2 separate regions of the Mus musculus genome follow, and region 1 is linked to region 2. The links are chromatin contacts, called in public Hi-C maps. All regions are on one chromosome and are shown on one strand. Each heading gives the region's core, a stretch centred on a gene start, on an enhancer-like site or on the middle of the called end of the contact. The rest is flanking DNA. Distances are from core to core; before and after follow the strand shown.

What was found. A called contact is a pair of places that touch in the nucleus more often than the background predicts.
Region 1: a contact with region 2 is called in a Hi-C map of cerebellar granule neurons, with 4 times the contacts expected there. The contact joins two enhancer-like sites. A contact is called at or near these places in 1 of 39 promoter capture datasets (liver), 6 of 484 Hi-C or Micro-C datasets (the AML12 cell line, cerebellar granule neurons, cerebellum and 3 more), 2 of 115 datasets of contacts at active chromatin or transcription factors (the SCID.adh cell line and neural progenitor cells) and 1 of 9 other capture datasets (pancreatic islet).

Annotation. Positions count from the first base shown.
Region 1 is chr9:94,524,325-94,529,807 of GRCm38.p6, forward strand. Dipk2a (divergent protein kinase domain 2A) reads right to left here. Exons shown (of 3, transcript NM_001033145.2): 2 at 68-371. Among named protein-coding and RNA genes, the nearest start is that of Dipk2a, 11 kb to the right of the region's middle. Within about 2 kb of position 2,332, at least 30 of the 459 cell types and tissues checked have an H3K27ac peak or open chromatin away from gene starts, as enhancers often do. A contact at or near this core is called in cerebellar granule neurons and cerebellum, where this site is marked.
Region 2 is chr9:94,392,272-94,397,121 of GRCm38.p6, forward strand. No RefSeq gene overlaps it. Among named protein-coding and RNA genes, the nearest start is that of Gm46148, 79 kb to the right of the region's middle. Within about 2 kb of position 3,395, at least 9 of the 459 cell types and tissues checked have an H3K27ac peak or open chromatin away from gene starts, as enhancers often do. A contact at or near this core is called in cerebellar granule neurons and cerebellum, where this site is marked.

The DNA.
Region 1 (5,483 bases), core at 1,082-3,581, 130 kb after region 2:
TTATCAGAAATATAACATTTAAACACAGAAAATGTACAATAGATAAATCTGAAAATTATATACTTACTTTGTCTAATTAATCTTTTGTCGGCAACTAAAACATTTTCGGCATCCACAATGATTACTTTCCCATCTCTTGGACCAACTGCAAAGTTGTCAAAGCTGACGTCCAGGAGGTAGAGTGCAAATTCAAAGTCATTGTTTGTAAGCTGCTCTGCTATCTCCATTAACTGCCAAGCAAGGTCAACTCTCTTCTCCCATGGTGCATTAAAATAACTCCACAGTTCTTCTCCAACATAATTTACAGCCACCATTCTTCCACAAGCTCCAAGATATTTTGCAAATGGCCAACCTTCATCAGATGGAAAACTCTACAAAAGAATTATCTTAATATTATAATACAGTCTGATGAAGTTACCTTGGGTCCCCCCCCGCCCCCGCACCCCAGAAGCTGACAGGGGATTCCTCCTAGGTACAGTTCAGTACAAATTTCATCTTCCCTCCTCACTCAAACCATTACCATAGACCTGAAAGAATGTGAAAAATGTTGTATTCGAAATCTGTGACAAGTACTACTTTTCACTATCTCAGAAACAAATTTACCAATACAAGGCAAGAGTCACTATCTTTGTACCAATTCTAAAAACATTTATACCTTTCTATATCTTTTTGATTTCTACACATACAAGCAATCAATGGTTTTCTTTAAATAAATAGTCTTGAAAAATACACCAACTAGTAATTATTTACCTGGTTAAGTACCTTGCTATGTAGGCAATAAAGACGAACTATAGAAGCTTTGTTTAGCTACAGGCTTTTATTTTAGAGGAACAGACACTGAACAAATCCTATGGTGTTAGTAACTACACTAAAGTTTGTACACTTCTAGAGGCCCTAACCAATCCAGAAGCAGTCAAGACAATGCTGGGAAGGATTATTGGATGCTTAACAATACCCAGGCCTGGGAAAGAGTACTCTGGTCTCAACGTGGCCTCCATTCTGAGCACCCACGGACTTGAGTTCGTCTTGTTTCAACCTTTTCCCCTTGCTCCAGCCTCAAAATTATTTTTTTTTCACATTAGTGGAGTTTTCTAATGGGCTTTTTAGCTACTAGGAAGATTCTAGTTCTAAATCAAAAGTAATGTCTTTAAAAGCATAAACAAGTCATTTTAAACGTAATTATCACCTAGATCTGCCCGTGATCCCATGCTGGGAATCCAACTCAAGGCTCTGTGCATGCCGGGCTTTACAAATGAGCAATGTCCCTGGCCCCATCAAAGATACTTTCTACCACTAAATATGCTGTAACCAAAATGAATACTGGAGAAAAACAAAAGATGGTTAGAAGTTAATATTACTTTCATGTGTAAGGTTGCAAGGCCAGGTTTGTGTCAGTCTTGTTCTTAGCTGGAAAAAAAAATATGAAATGATACTTAAACCAGCATTAAAGGAGTGAGATAAACCAGGAAGACGGCAAACCTTAAACCCCCCAGAGAAGGAGCTTCTATTTTCAAACTCTGGATAATCTACATACACCTGAAGAGGCAGAGGTATGGCCTTTCTTCTTTAAACAAACAAACCAACAACAACAACAGCAAAACCCAAAAAGCAAGGCTAATTTTGCCTCAACTTTTAATTGTACAGATTGTCTCTAAAGTCCTCATGCTAGAAGAGAGACAACTTTAGAACACATTCTCACTTTGCACCCCCTTTAAGTCTAAGTATACACAACCACCATACTTTGCATATATAACTTTTACAAGTATTCTATGACAAAATACTACTTATATGAAAAGAGATCATGGATCTTAAATATAGTAAATTAATAAATTCACTTTGGGGGCAGAGACAAGAGCTACTTAGTCTTTAGAAATTAGAGGTAAATGTGTTTTTAATCCTTAACAATATTTTTATTTCTCTTGGGAGCTGAGAAAAGTGACAGACAGATCACTCACGTGAAACGTGCGGTGCAAAAACTGTTCACAAACCACACAGTTTCAACTTTCCTCTCTATTTAAAATATCTCATGACCTTGACATTTTTTGTTAGACAAATGGCTACAATCGACTTGCCTATTTATAAGAAGTGTGAATGCATTCTGACGTAAAAATGGAACACTAAAAGTTTAATAAGTATGTGGGATCACATTATTTTATCATGTAAAAAGAAAAACAAAACCATCTCCATTCAGCGTACTATTCACACGCCATATTGTAGAACAGACACAAGCACATCTTTGTGAAAATAAAATGGTCTTTGACAACAAGAGAAAGGGGATCCCTGCCAACATCTGCACATGTACAAATGCCTCCTTGTTTTTGGAACCTTTCCAACTGGCAAAGGACAGTCAAATGTACACTTCATTACCCGCCCCTCATAGAAGAGGGCAAAATAGATGAACAAATGTCATATTGAGCAACTTTTACATTAGCATTGTGACTGCTCATGATTTCTAACTGACGTCGTATGCCTCGCTTTAAGAGACAATTCTTTCGTGTAGCTTGCTACCTACTCTTTTGGAAGAGCTTTCATCACTGAAGTCACACCATTTGCTTATAAGACAGCACTATTTCACTATATAATCAAAGCACTATTCATTAATGAGAACAGATTTTTATTAAACACGTTGTGGTACAAAAGAACAAAAAAATAAAAAAACAAAAAATGGCTCAGGGTTGGAAGCCAAGTTTAAAACAACCCTGGCGTACAAACAAAATACCATAGCCAAGCAGAATTTGAAAGACATTTTGAATTCATTAGAGCTTGGATTTGTTAAATATAAAGTAATATTGAAAACAAGGGTTTTTTTTTTTCCTGATTAGCAAACTCTTACAGATATAAAACACAGTAGCTGGGATTAAAAAGTTTATTATGGAGGCCTAGATTTCCTTACTTAAAACAAAAATCTGGAGACCAGATATTCAAATTATCTGAAACCAAAGAGTTTCATTTAATCTGAAATATGCAATTATTTTACTTATTTACTATGTACAATTGAAAAATGTGCAAGTGCTTCCCAAACGAAGGCAAATTTTCAGACTTAGAACAGTACGACAGATGCAGCAGGTCCTCTCAACTTTTTATAAATGTTTGTAAATTATTATATGTATAAAATATAGACTATCGATGATATAAAAGTAAAGACTGCATAAAGGTAGAAGATAGTTGTAAACCTATATATTTGTTTTTCTATCAATGTACTTTAAAAATTAAATTAGTGACAGCACAAAGACAATGCTAGAATATTAATGTAAACATATAAATTATTTGTATGTAGCATATGGTGCAATGATAGAACACTTATACTTTATGTGTGAGGCCCTGGAAATGACTAAGATGCAGAATTTTACTAAGGTCATCCTCTATTCTACAAAAACAAAACAAAACAAGAGGAAAAAAACCATGGAGCTCATACATGATTCACACACAAAGATTATGGGAATTGGCTGTAACGCAGGTATGTAATATTTTCTATATATAACATACAGTCTTCAACAGAACTCCTACACTAAATGGAAAATATTACACAGCATATGAGAATAAGGAGTTTGAAATTATAAGGCAAAACTCAGATGCCCGCCTCAATCTCTACCTCTCAATACCTGAACATAATTCTTCCCCCAACTCCATACTCCCAGACAAGCTACTACTCCCATGTGCTACAGTTTCATGGGCATTTGTTTTCACTAAGAACACAGTTTCATACCTTAGCATACACCTGGGATGCTCTTACCACATTGACAGTCAGTCAGTCTAATAAACACACTTAGGGTTGGCTTAAATAGAGACCACGGAGGGGGAATAACCCTGCACTGGTCTGTATCATAACACCTGCTTGAGGAATGCTGCTATGTGCTAACAGCACAGGTTATGTAGTTACCTTTATAAAATCAGAGAAAATTCTTAAACAGTGGAACACTGGATTGAAAATTGATAGCAGTATGCTTTGAATTTATCTTGACTATTGCAAAAGAACTATAGCTGGCCCAAGTTTGCCTTTTATTACCCCTGAACTTTATGGCAATTAATACTGTGCTAATAAGTTAGATTTATAATCCACATAACCAACTCAACATATTTGAATCCTTCTTTCTTTCTATTGAGCACAGTGATTTTGTTTTTGATTTCTGGTAGTAAGTGGTTAATGAAGCATTTGGAATTTTTTTGGTATGCATTACCACATTTTTTTAAGTTTTGCTATTACTGTATTTATGAATACATATACATTTTTATAACATATTTTAATAAGATCACATATTTTTAGGATAATTGCTAACAAACGCGTCCACTAGGAATTAAGAGCTCCTAGAGAACAGTGAATAGATTGAGTGATTCTTAATCATATTTCTTTCTATCAAGAAAAGAAGTACATTTCTGGATGAGTATGTAGATTTGGAGAAGCAGATCTTTAAAAAGTTCATTAAGCTCACCGAGTGCATCGAGGCTTCCCCTTTGGTTCTGGACCTGCCTGATGAAAACAATGGTATACATATCACTCCAGTTTTACAGAGGAAGAAACCGATCTCAAAGGACTTACTAGTCTCCTATATATGACATATAACTAACAGATTAAAATACAGCCAACTTATAAAGGCTAGTGCTCTACTGTCTTTTACTCCTATGTAACCAATATTATTTTTATATACTAAAATTTAAGTACACAAATATTTTTCATAGACGAATACTAGCATTCTATTGAAAAGTATAGAACTTCAATTCACGAGAAAATATCAAATAAACACATGAGAAATGTGTTACCATTTAGAATTGTTTTTTTTAAAGAAGGCGATTCCTAATAAACTAACTTCAAAAAGCTTATCAAAATATACAACCTAAAATGTCCATCAGTTTTTCTATACTAGCATTTCTGCACAAAAATACACAAACTTTGAACTTGAGAACATTTGAAGAAAGCAAGTGTTATAAGGAGTACAGAAATGTTTAAAGGTTTAATTTCAATCTTAGAATTATTTTAAAAGCCCCTATCTGAATGAAATCCCAGTGTGGCAATACATGTTGTAACAGCTGTTCATACAGATTAGTCAACTGTGTTGTGCTGGTGACAGACTAATGTGTTCACAGTTTTGTGAACTGTCTAGAGGGGGAATGCAGGAGAGTTACTAGGAAGACTTAATAGTTACTTCAACTTGACTAGAATGTCTATGAGATCTTAGCTTAATTTAAATTGGGAAGTAGCTAGTGGCCAAAAATTTATCACAAATATAGCAGACACCTAAAACCTCAAGCTATTTTAAGTCTCAGGATATGCCTCATTTATCATGAAATCATCTTCTGAATGTCATTTCCACCCGCCTCAATTCCAACATTAACCAATGCTTTGAAAATAGAAAGGTTGTGTTAACTGAACATCACAGCAAATGGCTGTATACAAAACTGGAAACCAATGTCACATACATTAACACAAACCTCCCTAAATTAAATAGAAATAAGTCGTCTTGTAGAACAGCTTTTACACACACACA
Region 2 (4,850 bases), core at 2,145-4,644:
ACTTCTACCTGTTTGATTGTGTTTTCCTGTTTTTCTTTAAGGACTTGTAACTCTTTAGCAGTGTTCTCCTGTATTTCTTTAAGTGATTTATTAAAGTCCTTCTTGATGTCCTCTACCATCATCATGAGATATGCTTTTAAATCTAGGTCTAGGTTTTCGGGTGTGTTGGGGTGCCCTGGACTGGGCGAAGTGGGAGTGCTGGGTTCTGATGATGGTGAGTGGTCTTGGTTCCTGTTAGTAGGATTCCTACGTTTACCTTTCGCCATCTGGTAATCTCTGGAGTTAGTAGTTATAGTTGACTCTGTTTAGAGATTGTTCTTCTGGTGATTCTGTTACCGTCTCTCAGCAGACCTGGGAGACAGATTCTCTCCTCTGAGTTTCAGTGCTCAGAGCACTCTCTGCTGGCAAGCTCTCTTACAGGGAAGGTGCGCAGATATCTTGTTTTTGGACCTCCTCCTGGTCGAAGAAGAAGGCCCAAAACAGGGCCTCTCTCAGAAGCTGTGTTGCTTTGGCAGTTCCCAGAAGCTGTCAGCTTCTGTGGTGCAGACTCTCACCTGTGCAGACTAAAATCCTAAGTTCCAGGGAGTCCTGGAACCAAGATGGTGACTGCTGCTCCTGAGGCCGAGGCCGTCTCCCGAGCCAGGCGGACACCTGTCCTCTGGTCCGGATGGTGCCCGGTTGTCTAAGGCCCGCCCAGGCTGCTACCTCAGCGGCTCTGTGCTTCTGCCCATCCCAGAAGCTGTCCGGTTCTCTGGCGCACCCTCTAACCTGTTCAGACTAATTTCCTAGGTCCCGCGGAGTCCAGGAACCCAGATGGTGACCACTGCTGCTGAGGCTGAGGCCGCCTCCCAAGCCAGGCGGACACCTGTCCTCTGGTCCGGATGGTGGCCGGTTGTTTGCGGCCCGCCCAGGCTGCTGCCTCAGCGGCTCTGTGCTTCCGCCCGTCCCAGAAGCTGTCCGGTTCTCTGGCGCACCCTCTAACCTGTTCAGACTAATTTCCTAAGTTCTGCTGAGTCCCGGAACCAAGATCAGAAGTTTCTTTATTGAAAGAAAAATAGCCCCGAATTTGTAGCCTTGTAAGTAAATAAAAACAGTAATTCTTGCTCCTAATGTATAGAAGCCAAAGCAGTAGCTTGAATTATATGCAGATATTAGTGTAAATGCGGGGAGTGACAAAATCTCTCTTTAGAACTGGAAGAGCTATCGCAGAGCACTTCATCCAGGCTCTACAGCTTCTCCCTTTGAGTCATCCTTTCTCCTTTCCCAACATACACTCCACAGACAAGGATCAGATGAAGCAACTTTAGTCTAAGAAAAATTAAGGTCCTCTTTCTGGATTATGCATTAAAATGTTATAACTGAAAGTCAATCTTCACTCAAAACAAAACTGAATGAGGCAAAGTTCTTCTTTGGTGAGTGACAAACTAAAATTATTTTGTGATATAAGACAAAGACGAATATATAAAGAATCCCTGGCCAATTGATGAAAAAGTCAAATAGCCTGAATGAAGAGAAATTGGCAAGTTTATAATTACATTTGTTTTATTCATTTAAATTTATTCGGGGGGGGGGGTCTTGTGCTTGTCCTGGTGCATTCTGAGGACCCTTGGAAAAGGAGATTCTCTCCTTCCACTGTGTCTGTCCAGAGGACTGATCTCTCCTCACCGGGCTTGTAGGCAAGTGCTCTTACAAGCTAAGCCATCTTGGTAGTTCTAATTGGCATATATTTTAATCCATAAGAATTTTTTGTAAGCACTCATTCTAACTTGAAAGGAAAGAAATGCAAGTTGAGGCAATAAGATCTACATTTACCCAGTGATGAAATGTTTAAAAGGTTACTGTTCAGGACTATGGAGGGCTGGACAAACGTGTCATTTATGCACTGCTGCATTCATACCAATAAGTGCAGCTTCGGAACATCAGTGTACCAATATGTCAAAAACCTTAAAGTAGAACTGTCCTTACTGTGATACAAGAATGAAGAAGAATCGAGCTAAATGTTCACTTGGAGGGTTGAAATAAATACATTTCTGTGTCTGTGTTCAGTTAAGGATGACCCAGTAATTCTGAACTAGTTCAACTTGATCCTTGAAAGCTGATTGGGGAAGAAGGGGAATAAAAAAAGAAGCAGACACACATACAGAAAAGTTGGGATCCAATGGGTTGTGCTCTCTCTGGAAGGGCAGCACCAACTACTGCAGCAAGCAATGATAGAATCTCGAGGCTTTCCTTATGGACACCACAAGCACAAGGGGAAATGAGCTAGACGCAGGAGGAGGCCCCTGTAGGTGTGAAACCACAGACTGCACTCATCTAGGAACTGGAAGCTATGTTTGCTAGTGTCTGCACATACTGGCAACATTCGCACTCAAGCCAATGGAAGGCTTTGTCATCTTTCCAAGCTTCATGCTAAGGAGAAGGCATTGGCATTTCCATGGGCCTTAAAGCCTTGAGATTAACATGTTGAACAACACACAGTGGCCACAAGGCTTCCTCCACTCCCAAAACAGTAACAAGTTGTAAGTCAAAACAGATTTAATGCCAAAGAAAAGATTATAAAATTTCAATCGTTAGAAAAGATGCTACTGCATGATTTAATAAATCAGTCAATGAATAACACACATGTAAAAGAAAGATATTATGAAAGTAACATCATGATTAATTTTTTATTTATTTTCTGTTTTCTAATTGTTTTGCTAGTGAACAGGTATTAGCTATAGATATAACCTGGTTGATTTACACACAATGAAGTGTCCATGAGGACAAATCTGACTTGTCAGTGTGGAGGAGGGAATGTGTATACTGGAGGAATATTCAGTGCCTTGCCCCAGGATTTCTTCTTCGAGCCTTCTGAAAGGCAGACTCTGCTCACCAAATGCCACTTCTCTGAAAACAGAACAAAGGACCAAAAAATGAAGCAAGTCACCAAAGAAAACTAACAAGGAGATTTTAAGCAGGCAGGAGAGGGCATCCAGAGTCCTCTCAGCTCTTAAGCATGACTTGGGTTGCTGAAGCGGAGTCGCTGGCTGAAGTGCCATCGGTTAGTCCCTGATTAATTAGTAATCAGGACAGGGATGATGGTGTTTCTTCTTCAGAGTCAGTAATTATCATTCTCAACACAGAATTCAACATTTGGTAAGCAGCAGGCACACCGCTGTCACCATTAAATCCTGTCCATGCTCCAAATCTATGTGAAGGCTTTAGTTGGGGAGAACCCTTGCAGGGATCTCTCCCTCAGCAGCCTCTTCTTGGACGCCTTTCTTTGGCTTCCTTCTTGTCTGCACTGGTAACATAACTGACTGCAGGAAAAAGCAAAGAATGAAAGGGCAGGGGTGTGTAGCTCTGAGAGTTTAAAAACTCACTCGTGGTTACTCAAAAAGAATGAGGGGAACTGTGAAAGGCTATTGTGTTGTAAGAAAGATTCCCACATGCTAGTGTGGAAAACATTTAAAGAGCTACCCTTCACCTTTTCAATCCTGAATACTGGGCCTGTAATGAAATATATGTGCACAATGGTCTAAAGCTGTGGTTTATCTGGGACCCATTAACAAAAGACTCTATAGGGAGAACACTTGTAATAACTTGCCTACCATACAGGCTGGGCAAGCAAGTAATCAAACTGCAAGTTAAAAATCCATGTTTCCAGTCTCACCGCTACCAAACAAGCAAACAATAAGTGAATGAATAAATGAATGAATGAAGAAACTAATGAGATGGCAACAATAAATGCAATTATAACTGCCTTGTCAGTAAAGGGATAGTCTAAGATGATACAGCTGTACATCCATGCACACACACAACAGTGTCCTGTGGAGGCCAAATGGCATGAGTGGCCCGTGTCCCTGGTGAGTGCCAATGCTGAGGTGCCATTCTCACCACAGAGCACACACAAATCTGGTCTCAATTGACACTTGTGTCCTTGTGCCCTTCCCTAGGATGGAGAAACCAGACGAGTTTAGTTTTTTGTTTGTTTGTTTGGTTGGTTGGTTGGTTGGTTGGTTGGTTGGTTGGTTGGTTTTGTCCATTTTGTTTTTGTGCATTAGTGTTTTGCGTGCATGTATATCTGTGTGAGGACATAAGATCCCCTGGAACTGGAGTGACAGGTAGTTATAAAATGCATGTGAGTGTTAAGAATTTGATGTGGGTCCTTTGGAAGAACATAGATCTTCACCATTAAGCCATCTCTCTAGCCCTATTTTTCATTAATTAGTTTACTTTTTTACACTCCATATTTTATTTCCCTGCCCTGTCCACCCTCTGACTGTTCCACATCCCATACCTCCTCCCCACCCCCATGGATGTCCCTGCCCTCAACACCACCAGACCTCTAAACTCTCTGGGGCCTCCAGTCACTTGAGGGTTAGGTGCATCATCTCTGAATGAACACAGACCCGACAGTCCTCTAATGTATGTGTGTTGGGGGCCTCATATCAGCTGGTGTACGCTGATATGTTTGGTGGTTGAGTGAGAAATTTCAGGAGTTCAGATTAATTGAGACTGGTGGTGTTCCTACAGGCTTGCCCTTCTCCTCAGCTTATTTCCCTAAATCAACAACAGGGGTCAGCTGCTTCTGTCCTTTGGTTGGGTGCAAATATCTGCATCTGACTCTTTCAGCCGTTTGCTGGGTCTTCCAGAGTGCGGTCATGCTAGGTCCCTTTTTGTGAGTGCTCGATGACCTCCCCTTGGGACCTCCCCTTGAGCTGTATCCCACTTTGGGCCTGTCGCTGGATCTTCTTTTCCTCAGGCTCATCTCCATTTCCATCCCTGTAATTCTTTCAGACAGGAACTATTATAGATCAGAGTTGAGATTGTGGTATTGCAACCCCATTCCTCACTTGATGTCCTGCCTT